2 separate regions of the Cricetulus griseus genome follow, and region 2 is linked to region 1. The links are chromatin contacts, called in public Hi-C maps. All regions are on one chromosome and are shown on one strand. Each heading gives the region's core, a stretch centred on a gene start, on an enhancer-like site or on the middle of the called end of the contact. The rest is flanking DNA. Distances are from core to core; before and after follow the strand shown.

Region 1 (5,279 bases), core at 1,749-4,248:
ATCTCTGGCCATCTTCAGCCAGAGACAGACACTGGAGGACCAGCCCTTTTGTTTCCTCCCTCCACACACAGACCGTGCCCTTTTCCAATCCAGACTCTGGTCCAAGCCCTTCAAGACCTGTCTCATTTGTTCCTGGCAAGAGCCTGGTGCTGCCCACACCACAATTATTTAGCAAGAAGAAGTTGAGGCTGAGCACAGGGAAATAGCAGTAAGGCCCATAGGAACCCAAGGCTGGGACAGCTGGGCTGCTAACCCTACAGATCTGTCTTTCCCATGCTCAGCCTGGGGGAAGGACCTTAGGACCCACAGGTGGGTGACAGACCTGTCTGGATGACACCAGCTTCTTTGACTGTTGTGAAGTAGAGCCTCTGCAATCTGAAATCAGATGTCCTGCCTGTTCTAAACTCTCAAGTAGTCTGGCACAAGTGAGGAAATTACAACCAGAGAAACTTTGCTACATATACAGAATTATTGAAATGATTTACAAAATTACTTTCAGCCTGTGTGTAAAGATGTATCTGAAATGCTCCATTGCCCATATATATATATATATATATATATATATTTGCCCATATATATGTATATATATGTATATATATACATATATATACATATATATATATTCCAAAATCTGATATGCTTCCGAGCCCAAAGAAGAGATACTGAGCATGTCATTGCATTGGTCAGTAATTAGAAATATTTACTCTAGTAAGACACAGGCATGCATATTCAAGAGCCAAATGCAAAGTTTATGTATACACTTAAGAACAATTTATGCACTGAACCAACATGTGATATGTGTGTGCATTGTTCTAAAGAACAATTAATTTAATTGTCATTTAATTCTCATTTTTGTTACTGTAGAGGAACCCCAGACTTAAGAAGGTTAACTGAGTATCCTAGGGTCACACATCTGGAATGTGGTGGGGCCAGGAAGTAGGTAGAAGCTGGCAGAACACATCACCCTGAGGTGCACCCCTAGACGCTGGGGGCAGGTTCATGCAGGTGGAGCCGATACACCGAAATAACGGAGGGCCCTGGTGTCTAGTGTGAGCCACCTCCCGCCCCTGCTGTTAACCCACTATGCTCCTGCCTCACCTGCTTTGCTTACCGCCTCCTGTCTACCTGAGGTCCCTCCAGACCTTGAGCTGGTGCTCCACCAGGGGGCGCTGTGGGCCTACGCTCACCACAGTCCTTCCCTATTTAATGCCTGTCAGGTCGCAGCAACCCTCGGGACTCGCCCCATCTTCAGGAGTCTTGGGCTTTCTTCTGATGTAGGACCCGTGACGGGTGTCCCTTGGAAAGGCAGCCTTTCCTTCCATCATGTTTGTCTGAAAACAGGCTCCCCAGGGCAGTTGTGGGGAGACTCCAGTTTCTTCCTTCACCGAGCATGTCCATGAGAGAAATTCCATCACAAACCTGCTTTAGATCCCCAGACTTTGGTCACTTTAAAAATGCCTGGCAGGACAGGTGGGCCCCAGGTTCAAGGTCATCCTTGGTCACATAGGAGTTTGAAGCCAGCTTGGGACACTGAGACTTTATCAGAGACAATAGACCGTCATGGGTTACAGTTGCCAAACTCTCCAGCCCCTATGTGCTGCAGAATGGAGGCTGGGAAGATAGGGTATTGCAAATGTATGAGTGCCAGCCAGCCACTACTGCCTGGCACTAGAAAGTTTCACTGCCGGGGTCTTATGCAGAGGCCTGGGATGGAATGTGGGTGCTGTGCTTCTGGAAGCCCCTGTACCAACCACTTAACTGCTCACAGCCACTCTGGGAAGTGGGTTCTGTTACTATTCCCACTTTACAGACAGGAAACCAGAGACCCCAAAGTGGTGGTGTTGCACAAGGACCCACACACTAGCAGGTAGCAGGACTGGGGTTCAGACTCAGATCTACACAGCTGGCTTCATACTCTGCCAAGTTCCTGCTACGTCTGAGGGTTGGTGGCTGAGGCCCAGAGTGGTCTAGGGATCTGCTTCAGGTCACACAGCAGGTCAGTGGCTGGCAGTCCAGCTGGAGCCACAGATTAGGAGGTTAGGCCCATGCCTGCTGAGAGTACTGGGAAGGTGCCTTTTCATCCTCCCCTTCCCCTGCTCCCTTCCAGGAGCCATCTGACTGAAGCCGCAGCCCTGTACAACCTTGTGGACGACCAGCTTCATGTCCTGGTCACTGCGTCCAATCACCTCCTCCGAAGGCTGGAGCTCCGTGTCCGCCTGGGCCACCTGGAAGCTGCCATCCAGCAGGTAAAGGGGAGGCTACTGGGAGACACGGTGCTTCACAGGGGTCACTTTGTTCTGGAGCTAAAACACCAGGCTGGCAGCCCTTGGTGTTGGGGCCAAGGCAGAAAACATACCATCCAATCAGTGCTTCAAGGATTTAATTACGAACATAAGGGCTGCACTTACTGAATGCACTTATTGGCTGTATGTGCCCTGGACTAGAGTATTTGTGAATATTCTTGTCTTCCAGCATGGTCTCTTACCAGTGGCATAGGCACTTTTGGGATTCCCCACCACACATGGGGAAACCGAGGCCAGGCGGATGCTGCCCACTGTGGTTGCTCTGCAGTCTGAGACTGGAGCTATTGGTACCCTTCACCTGGCTTTAGCACTTCAAGTCAGCCCATCCCTGTCTGCCCTGGGCTGGGTCATCCCTGCTGAGCACATAGTCTTGACCCTTGGGGTCACCTGACTGCTCAAGCCTCTGCGCCCTCATTTCTAGCCTGGAGCTTTTTGAAGACAAAGTATCTTTGTTGGCACACCCAGAGCAAGAATGCCTTATTTTCTTTGCCTGTTGCTGTGATAAAAATTCTCTGACAAAAGCAAACGGAGGAAGTTTATTCTTGTTTACAGTTCAAGAGTATGGTCCATCATGGTGGGGGGTCCAGGTGGCAGGATCGTGACTCATCCACAATCAGGACTATGATCCCAGCCAGGGAATGGCGACACCCACAGTGGGCAGGTCTCCCACTGCAATTAATAAAACCAAGATAAACCCCAGAGGCTAGTCTCCTAGGGGATCTTGCATTCTGTGGTGTTCAGAATTAGCAGTAACCATCACAGGCTCTGACTCAGGGTTTTTATTGCTGTAAAGAGACACCATGACTACAGCAAATCTTATAAATAAGACATTTAATTGGGTGGCTGGATTATAGTTTCAGAAGTTCAGTCCATTATCATGGTGTGGAGCGTGGTGGCGTGCAGGCAAACGTGATGCTGGAGCTCAGAGCGCTACATCTTGCAGGCAACAGGAAGTCAACTGAGACACTGGGTGGTATCCTGAGCATAGGAAACCTCAAAGCCCACCCCCACAGTGACACACTCCTTCCAACAAGGCCATACCCACTCCAACAAGACCACACCTCCTAATAGTGCCACTCCCTATGAGATTATGGGGGACAATTATGTTCGGAAGACCACAGGGTCAGCAGCACTTTTCACCATCTGTCTCTCACTGGCTGCTCACGCCTATCCACTATCCATTGCACTACAGGGCCACATCATGCCTATCCATTACTACCCATAACAACACAGTGAGTTCTTCTTTTTTTTTTTTTTAATGTTTTTCAAGACAGGGTTTCCCTGTATTGCTTTGGAGCCTGTCCCCTGGAACTCGCTTTGTAGACCAGGCTGGCCCCAAACTCATAAGAGATCTACCTGCCTCTGTCTCCCAAACGCTGGGATTAAAGGTGTGCACCACCAATGCCCTGCCCACCGTGAGTTCTTAGCAGACCCTCTACCACTGGAAGTCCTTCCTCCAGCCCCAGTTACATGCCCTGAGACAGGGAGCTCGTGCCCAGAGACCAGCCTTTTCATGACCAGGTGACAGTCAGTGGCCAGACTGACATAAGTCTTGCGTTCCTGTGACCTCATGCCACCGTGGCTTCAACCCACGACCATACACACAGAGGGTCTCTCTCCTAGGTGCAGGGCACACACAGTACCATATCCCCTCAGGGTTAAGCTGAGGGAGGCCATTGCCCTCTGATGTTTGCAGAATGCAGCCACATGCTTGCCTCCCCGCCCCCCATTCTCCTGCCCAGCATGAAGAGGGTTTCCATCCATTCAAGCCTGAGACTGAGGGGCTTTGGCCCCTCAAGAAGTTGAGGGGTTAGGGAGATGACTCCATCAGTGAAGTGTTTATACCACACAAGTACATGGACCTGAGTCTGATCTACAAAACCTACATAAAACACTGGTGTAGTGGTGTACACTTGTAATCACAGTGCTGAAGAGGTAAGAGTCAGGGGGCCCCAGATCCCAGTAAGAGACCCTGTATCAATAATAAATACATAAATACATAAATACATAAATAAGGTGGGCAGCTCCTACAGAGCAATACTCAAGTTGGCCTCTGGTCCCCACACACAAGTGCATTCACATACACCCACATGCACACATACACACATGCATACATACATACATGCATACATGCATACATACATACATATACACGTGTATGAACAAGCCCATGAGTGTAGACACACACCAGGAAGTGGACATTTGGCCTGGGATGGCTCCTTGGTCATCCATCACAACTGAACCACTATCTTCTGCCCAGGTCAATGACTGGATGGAGCGAGAAGGAAGCCAGTATCTCCAGGATCTTGCCCCTGTCGATCTATGTGCAGAGAAAGTTGAGAAAGTCCATGCCGAGTTTGAGGATTTCTTCCTTCAGGTTGCGGTATGTTCCAGGGCCCAAGATGCCAAAAAGGGGTCTGCTAGGTCCCAGATGCAGGGGTGGGAAAGTGCAAGGGAGCATCCATGGGCATCGAGGGGACAGCCTGGATCACAGAAGTATCATCTTAGGTGCTGCCTCCTCCAGGAAGTCCTCCAAGACCAAGTACAAAGATGTCAGAACCCTCGAGGGTTTCTTAAAATGCAGGTTTCAGGGCCCAGACCTTGGCCTGCTGGGTCAGCTTGGAGAGACAGTCAGAGATGCCACATTTGTGACAGACACAGGAGGCTTTGGCCTGACACAGCCCTAAGGGAACTCCAAGGTAGTGGAGGACGGGACTGGCCTGGACACAGCAGAGAGGACTCGGGGGATCAAAGCCTCTGACTCAGGCTTTAACATCCACGGAACCTTCCAGAAGAATGTGAAGTTCCAAGGCAAAGGCCTGGACTATTGGATGTGTTAACCTTTGACCTTGGGCTGAGTTGTATAGATAGGGAAACCAAGGCTCAGAAGGCCATGGCGGCTCCTGACTGCTGGGCAGATCCTCAGGCCAGAGCTGAGTGGACGTCCTTCTCCCTCTCAGGCCCAGTACCGCCAGG
Region 2 (5,279 bases), core at 1,264-3,763, 59 kb after region 1:
CACATGACCATAAATGGAGTATTCAAGCACCCAAAAGCTCACCTTTGTCACCACTGTGAGATTGAATCATCCCTTCAGATGAGAGACCAAGTAAGTACCCAGGGCTATAGGACTCAGCACTCTGACCCAGGCACACACACAGAGGCCTTGGGGGACAGGGAACCCTTTGGAACACCCCCAGCAAACAGTGTTCAGCATTTGTGACCTGCTTCCCATCCCTGGGGAGCCTCATTTTGTGAGGAGGCACCAGATCCTTGTGATTGGTGATGTTTACTGATTCTGTGTGTGTATGTGACCAACACCAGGCAGACAATGTCTAATCCCCCAGCTGGGGACCCATCCACCTCGTAGACGGAGGGACCAGAGCTCAGAGTTTGGGGCTGGAGAGATGGCTCAATGTTTAAGAGCACTGACTGCTCTTTCAGAGGACTGAGGTCCTCTGAATTCCCAGCACCTACATGGCAGCTCACAACTGTCTGTAACTCCAGTTCCAGAGACCTGACATCCATGGCAAAACACCAATGCACATACAATAAAAATATCTATTTTTATTAAAAAGAAAGAAAGCTCAGAGCTCAGAGTGGCCGAGGGACCCTGGTAATAGGACTGGAAACCAAGTCTCTAGGTCTGCTCTGCCTTGGCCCCTGCCTACCACCTTCCCTGAAGCCAGTCCTGGTTTAACCATCCCAGCCCTGTATGGCTCAAGGCTCTGAGTCACTCAAGTGGCTATAGTTCTGTGGAAAAAGACAGAGGAAGGATGCAGGGCTGGCTTCTGGGTGAGGGGCAAGTCTTCAGTTTCATGCCGAGTCCCTTGCAGGCACCGGGAATAACTGATGGGATGTCCTCCCACAATCTGCTCAGTGAGTCACTGCCTGCTAACTAACCCTTGCCCTAGTCCTGTCAATGTCTGACCCCACACAGACCTCTCAAACCCTGCATGGCAACATGATGCATGCCTCCACCTTACAGGTGGGAACTTGAGATACAATGATTAAGCCACACCACTGTGGAAGTAACACAGACAGGACTTCAGGAGCAGGGGCTGCTGCCAAAATAATAGGGGCACTATGGTGACAAGGGTGACAGGCCTCCACATCAGCCATAGAGGGGCTGGTTGGGAGCCCTACAGCAGGAGTAGTAAGGGGCTGGACAACTTCACAGCATTCCTGTCCTCTGAGGTACTTAGGGTGGGGACAAAGGTGGGAAGAATGTACCCTCCTGGAATGAGAAAGGTCAGCAGAGGCATCTCTGCCTTTCTGACACCCTGGGGACACCAGGCCCTTAGGCTAACCTGGGCTTAAGAGTCCTTAGGTATTGGCCATTTTGGCTAAGCCCCATTCCACTTGTGTGGAATGAATTCTTGCCCTTGTTCTTCACAAGACAGAATGGAAGCCCCCAGAGGTGAGATGCCTTCTTGAATTCCTAGCGGTCAGGGCCAGAATGGGCACTCAGGGTTAGCCTCTTAGCTGTCAGTCACTCACCAACTCTTCCCTCTGATCCTTCACCAGCCACAGGGAGCAATTCTATAACAACAACCATAAAGCAGAGTGACCCAGAGCCCCCAAAAACTGTGTGGGTTAGTTCTGGCTGCCAGAGTGACATTCAAACAGAGCTCCAGGGTGTCCTCTCAGACCAAAGTGGCCAGTCATGTAAAGTGTTCCAGAAAAAGGGCTGGAGGGAACCCACAGGACTCTTCAGGAAGCCCCTCCCCACTCAGACTTTGGAGTGGTAAAGGATTGTAACAGGCTGTCACCAGATGAGCTAGGATGGGAGTTGGCCCATGGTAAGGGGCAGAGGTACCGTCCCTGGAAAGGGGTTCTTCCTGCTTTAGTTCACAGTGGGCTAGCTACAAACATGGGGAGCACAGGGAAGGAGGAAAGAAGGGGATAGGTGAGTGGGTGAGGGAGCAATGGGTGGGTGGGGGATTAACGGAATGAGTGACTGGGTGGGACAGGAAGGGTATGGGTGTCTGTGGGTGTCCACGAGCCAGTCAGTACCTGTGCCCCTGTCTGCCAAGAGTCTATAAGCTCCCACCTCCAGATACCGATTCACTTGAGGGCTGTATGTGGCTTAGTTGGAACCCAGCCTCATGTCTAGGTGTGTCTGCATCCTGGGTGATCTAATCACTGTGTCTCCAAAATTGTGAGTGGATTTTGTGGGATTCTGCATGGATCTCTATGTCTGTCTGTCTGTCTGGTTGTGTGTGCCTGCCCCATGTGCATGTGTGTGTGGTGTGTGTAAGTGTATGTGTTGTGTATGCACGTTTGCAAATGCATGTGGTGTGTAAGTATGTGTGTATCTGTGTGTGTGGTATGTGTGGTGTGTGGTATGAGCATATATGTGTGTGAAGGGGTGCGTGTTTTGGGCCACTGATCTAGCCTGTGAATCATTTCTGTGTATTGCGTGTTCAGTGGCCCTGGTCTGGTTTGGGTGTATATCGCCGTTCAGGGTTCTGTTCCAAGATCGCTCTGTGTCCGGCAGGGGGTGCCCTTGGCCGTCTTGGTCTCCGAAGTGACTGCCCCGAGTGTCCGCCCCGCCCCGCTGGGGCCCGCCCGGCCATGGGCTATAAGTTCGCGCCGGGCAGCTGGCCCGCAGCACCGCGCTGGTGGTCCGCGCCCCGAGTGTCCCACCGCGTCTGAGCTGTCGCCGCTAATCTGGTCATGGCCGAGGGTGAGTGCCTGGGCAGCAGGGTGGTGAGGTCGGGAGCAGACTGGACTGTCTCCAAGTCCCCAGAGGAGAACAACATGTGGGCCAATGGGAGGGCCCTCGCTTGCTCTAAGTTGTCAACGACCTTCCTACCTTCCTTCCCGCAATCCTGGGGCACAGCTGTTAGCCCTGCCCCTGAATGAGGTGAAAATGCTACCAGAAGGTGTCCCTGGAAGGGTAAGGTACTGTCACCTTTCCTTGACTACCTAGTTAGAACTGTGTCCCTACCATGTGTCAGGTACAGAGATGCTGGCAGGCATGGGGTCCTTGGTTCTCCTTGGTGCCTGGTGAGGGGTGCAGCCTTCCTGGCTGATTCTGTGGTCTCAAGTTGAAGGAACATTCCAGCATTTAGTGGGGCACCTCGGAAGCCAGGCACTGTTCTCTCAAGTCCCTTTGAGCCTTCATGTTCTCTAAGCCCAGACCTTGGCCACCTGTTGAAGCTCAGTGTTTCCTGTTGTAAGTTGGGGGCAGTAGTGCCAGCCTTGGTGCTCCCACGAGGGCGAGAAGCGTGGAAAGGACTAGCCCTACTATGCGGCCTTGGACACTCCTTTCTCTGAAACCCCAACAGGCTATGATATGTCACAGAGGCCCCTTCTGTTGCAAGCAGGACCTTGTGATTGAAAGCACTGGAGATATTTAGCCTTGTCAGACTCCTGTGACCATGGGAAACTGTGGGCTTGAAAAGGTCAGGGCTGTGCCTTATAGAGGTAAAAGAGTGTCACCAGAGTCTAGGGAAGGTCCCAGGGGTACAGAGCCCCCATATGCAGGGAGTGGGATTGTATCACTGAAGACCACAGCTCTCTGAGAGATGCCACAGTGGCTCATGCCTGTCCCCTGTTTCTTTCTCTGTAGAGCTGCTCCTGGAGAGGTGTGACTTGGAGATACAAGCCAATGGCCGTGACCACCACACGGCCGACCTATGCCATGAAAAGCTGGTGCTTCGTCGTGGCCAGCGATTCCGGCTGACGCTCTACTTTGTGGGCCGAGGCTATGAGGCCAGTGTGGACAGCCTTACATTTGGTGCTGTGACAGGTGGGTACCTTTGATCTCCTTTGTGTCCTGCTTTTGATAGGCCACAGGACAGATGAATTCCCACCTCTTTTCACAGTCTCTCCCATCCTGTGAGAATCTCAGTTGTCATTAGCCCCATTTTACAGATCAGAAAACGAGGCCCAGAATGGAGAGTGGAGTGGCCACCACAGGTCACCCAAGCCTTTATACTGGGTTGCCACTTTCCACAGCTTTCTGCCTTAAAGGTTCATCACAATTTTGTAGGTAACTTTTCTTTCCTGCTAGCCAGTTCCCTAATATCCACACAGAGACTTTTTTTTTTCTCGAGACAGGGTTTCTCTGTGGCTTTGGAAGCTGTCCAGGAACTAGCTCTTGTAGACCAGACTGGTCTTGAACTCACAGAGATGCGTCTGCCTCTGCCTCTGCCCCAGAGTGCTGGGATTAAAAGCGTGTGCCACCACCACCCGGCTTCACACAGAGACTTATTACTAATTATAAATGCTTGACTGATAGCTTAGGCTTGTCTCCAGCCAGCTCTTACAACTTAAACGAACCCATTTCTATTCATCTGTGTGCCACCCGAGGCTCGTCTACCTCATCTATGAACTTCCCCCTGTTGCTTCTTCCGAGTCTGGCTTTTGATCCCTCCAACTCTGGCCTCCTTCTTCCCAGCATTCTCTCTGCCCCGAAAAAGCTACCTAACTGTTGGCCAACCAACTTTTTATTAACAATGAGAGCAACACACCTTCACAGTGAACAAAAGGATTATTCCACAGCGTGATCCAGCATAATGTTTCCCATAGCAAACAACTTTCTGTCTTTTCTCACCAGGGTTTCCTAGAACCCACGAGGCCTCTGGGATCTGGTTTAAACCAGTTCTGGGTAGTGGGGAAAGAGTCCTATCAAAGGTAGGGTGGACTGCTGACCTACTGTGTGACATTAAGACACTTGGCTTCTCTGAGCCTAAGTTTCAACAGCAATTCACACTGGAGGGTTAAGTAAGATGGCCTGCTGTCTCATTCCAGGGGCTCCTGGGATGGGCAAAGAGAGTTGGACCCTGTCCATCCTGTTCCCAATCTCTCTGGCTGACTGTTCCTAGGAAGCTGGCCTTGAGTGTCAAATCAGTTGTCTGGCTTCTGGTAGGAACCTCTCCCTTAGGGTCAGCAAGGGGTCACCTGACTGGGATTCTGGCCCAAGGGTGTTAAAGGCCAGCTTTCTCCGGTGTTGGTGGTAGAAAGAGTGGCAGGCAGGAGCTGCCGACCCAGCCCAGCTGAAGTCTTTCTATCTAAGGGCCGTTTGATAAGCTTATCTCGGGGTTTGCAGGCTGCCAGGATATCCCCTCCATCCCTTCCACCTCCCTCCTCATCCACAGATGAAACCATTGCCCAGGTCACCCCACTCCAGAACCTGTAGGGCTCTTTCTAGCCACTGAAGGGTCCTAGCCAGTATCTGGCCTTCCAGCCCCTGCGGGGTAGAAGGTTGGCAGCATGCAGTTGTGCAGGGCTGGATCATGCTTGGGAAGGTGACACACAGAGTGGGACCGTGCACGTGCCCACTCCAAT

Evidence for each region. Hi-C and Micro-C count contacts between places; a contact is called where the count stands out from the background.
Region 2: a Hi-C map of the CHO-K1 cell line shows a contact between it and region 1, with 2.0 times the contacts expected there. The contact joins the promoter of Tgm2 here to the enhancer-like site in region 1. A contact is called at or near these places in 2 of 8 Hi-C or Micro-C datasets (the CHO-K1 cell line and fibroblasts).

Annotation. Positions count from the first base shown.
Region 1 is chr6:21,363,428-21,368,706 of CriGri-PICRH-1.0, forward strand. It overlaps Kiaa1755, which reads left to right. Exons shown (of 14, transcript XM_035447026.1): 11 at 2,108-2,246; 12 at 4,564-4,686; 13 at 5,264-5,279. Among named protein-coding and RNA genes, the nearest start is that of Kiaa1755, 25 kb to the left of the region's middle. Within about 2 kb of position 2,999, at least 1 of the 6 cell types and tissues checked has open chromatin away from gene starts, as enhancers often do. A contact at or near this core is called in the CHO-K1 cell line, where this site is marked.
Region 2 is chr6:21,423,179-21,428,457 of CriGri-PICRH-1.0, forward strand. Tgm2 (protein-glutamine gamma-glutamyltransferase 2) reads left to right here and starts at 2,514. Exons shown (of 13, transcript XM_027421252.2): 1 at 2,514-2,670; 2 at 3,559-3,738. The coding sequence starts at 2,661.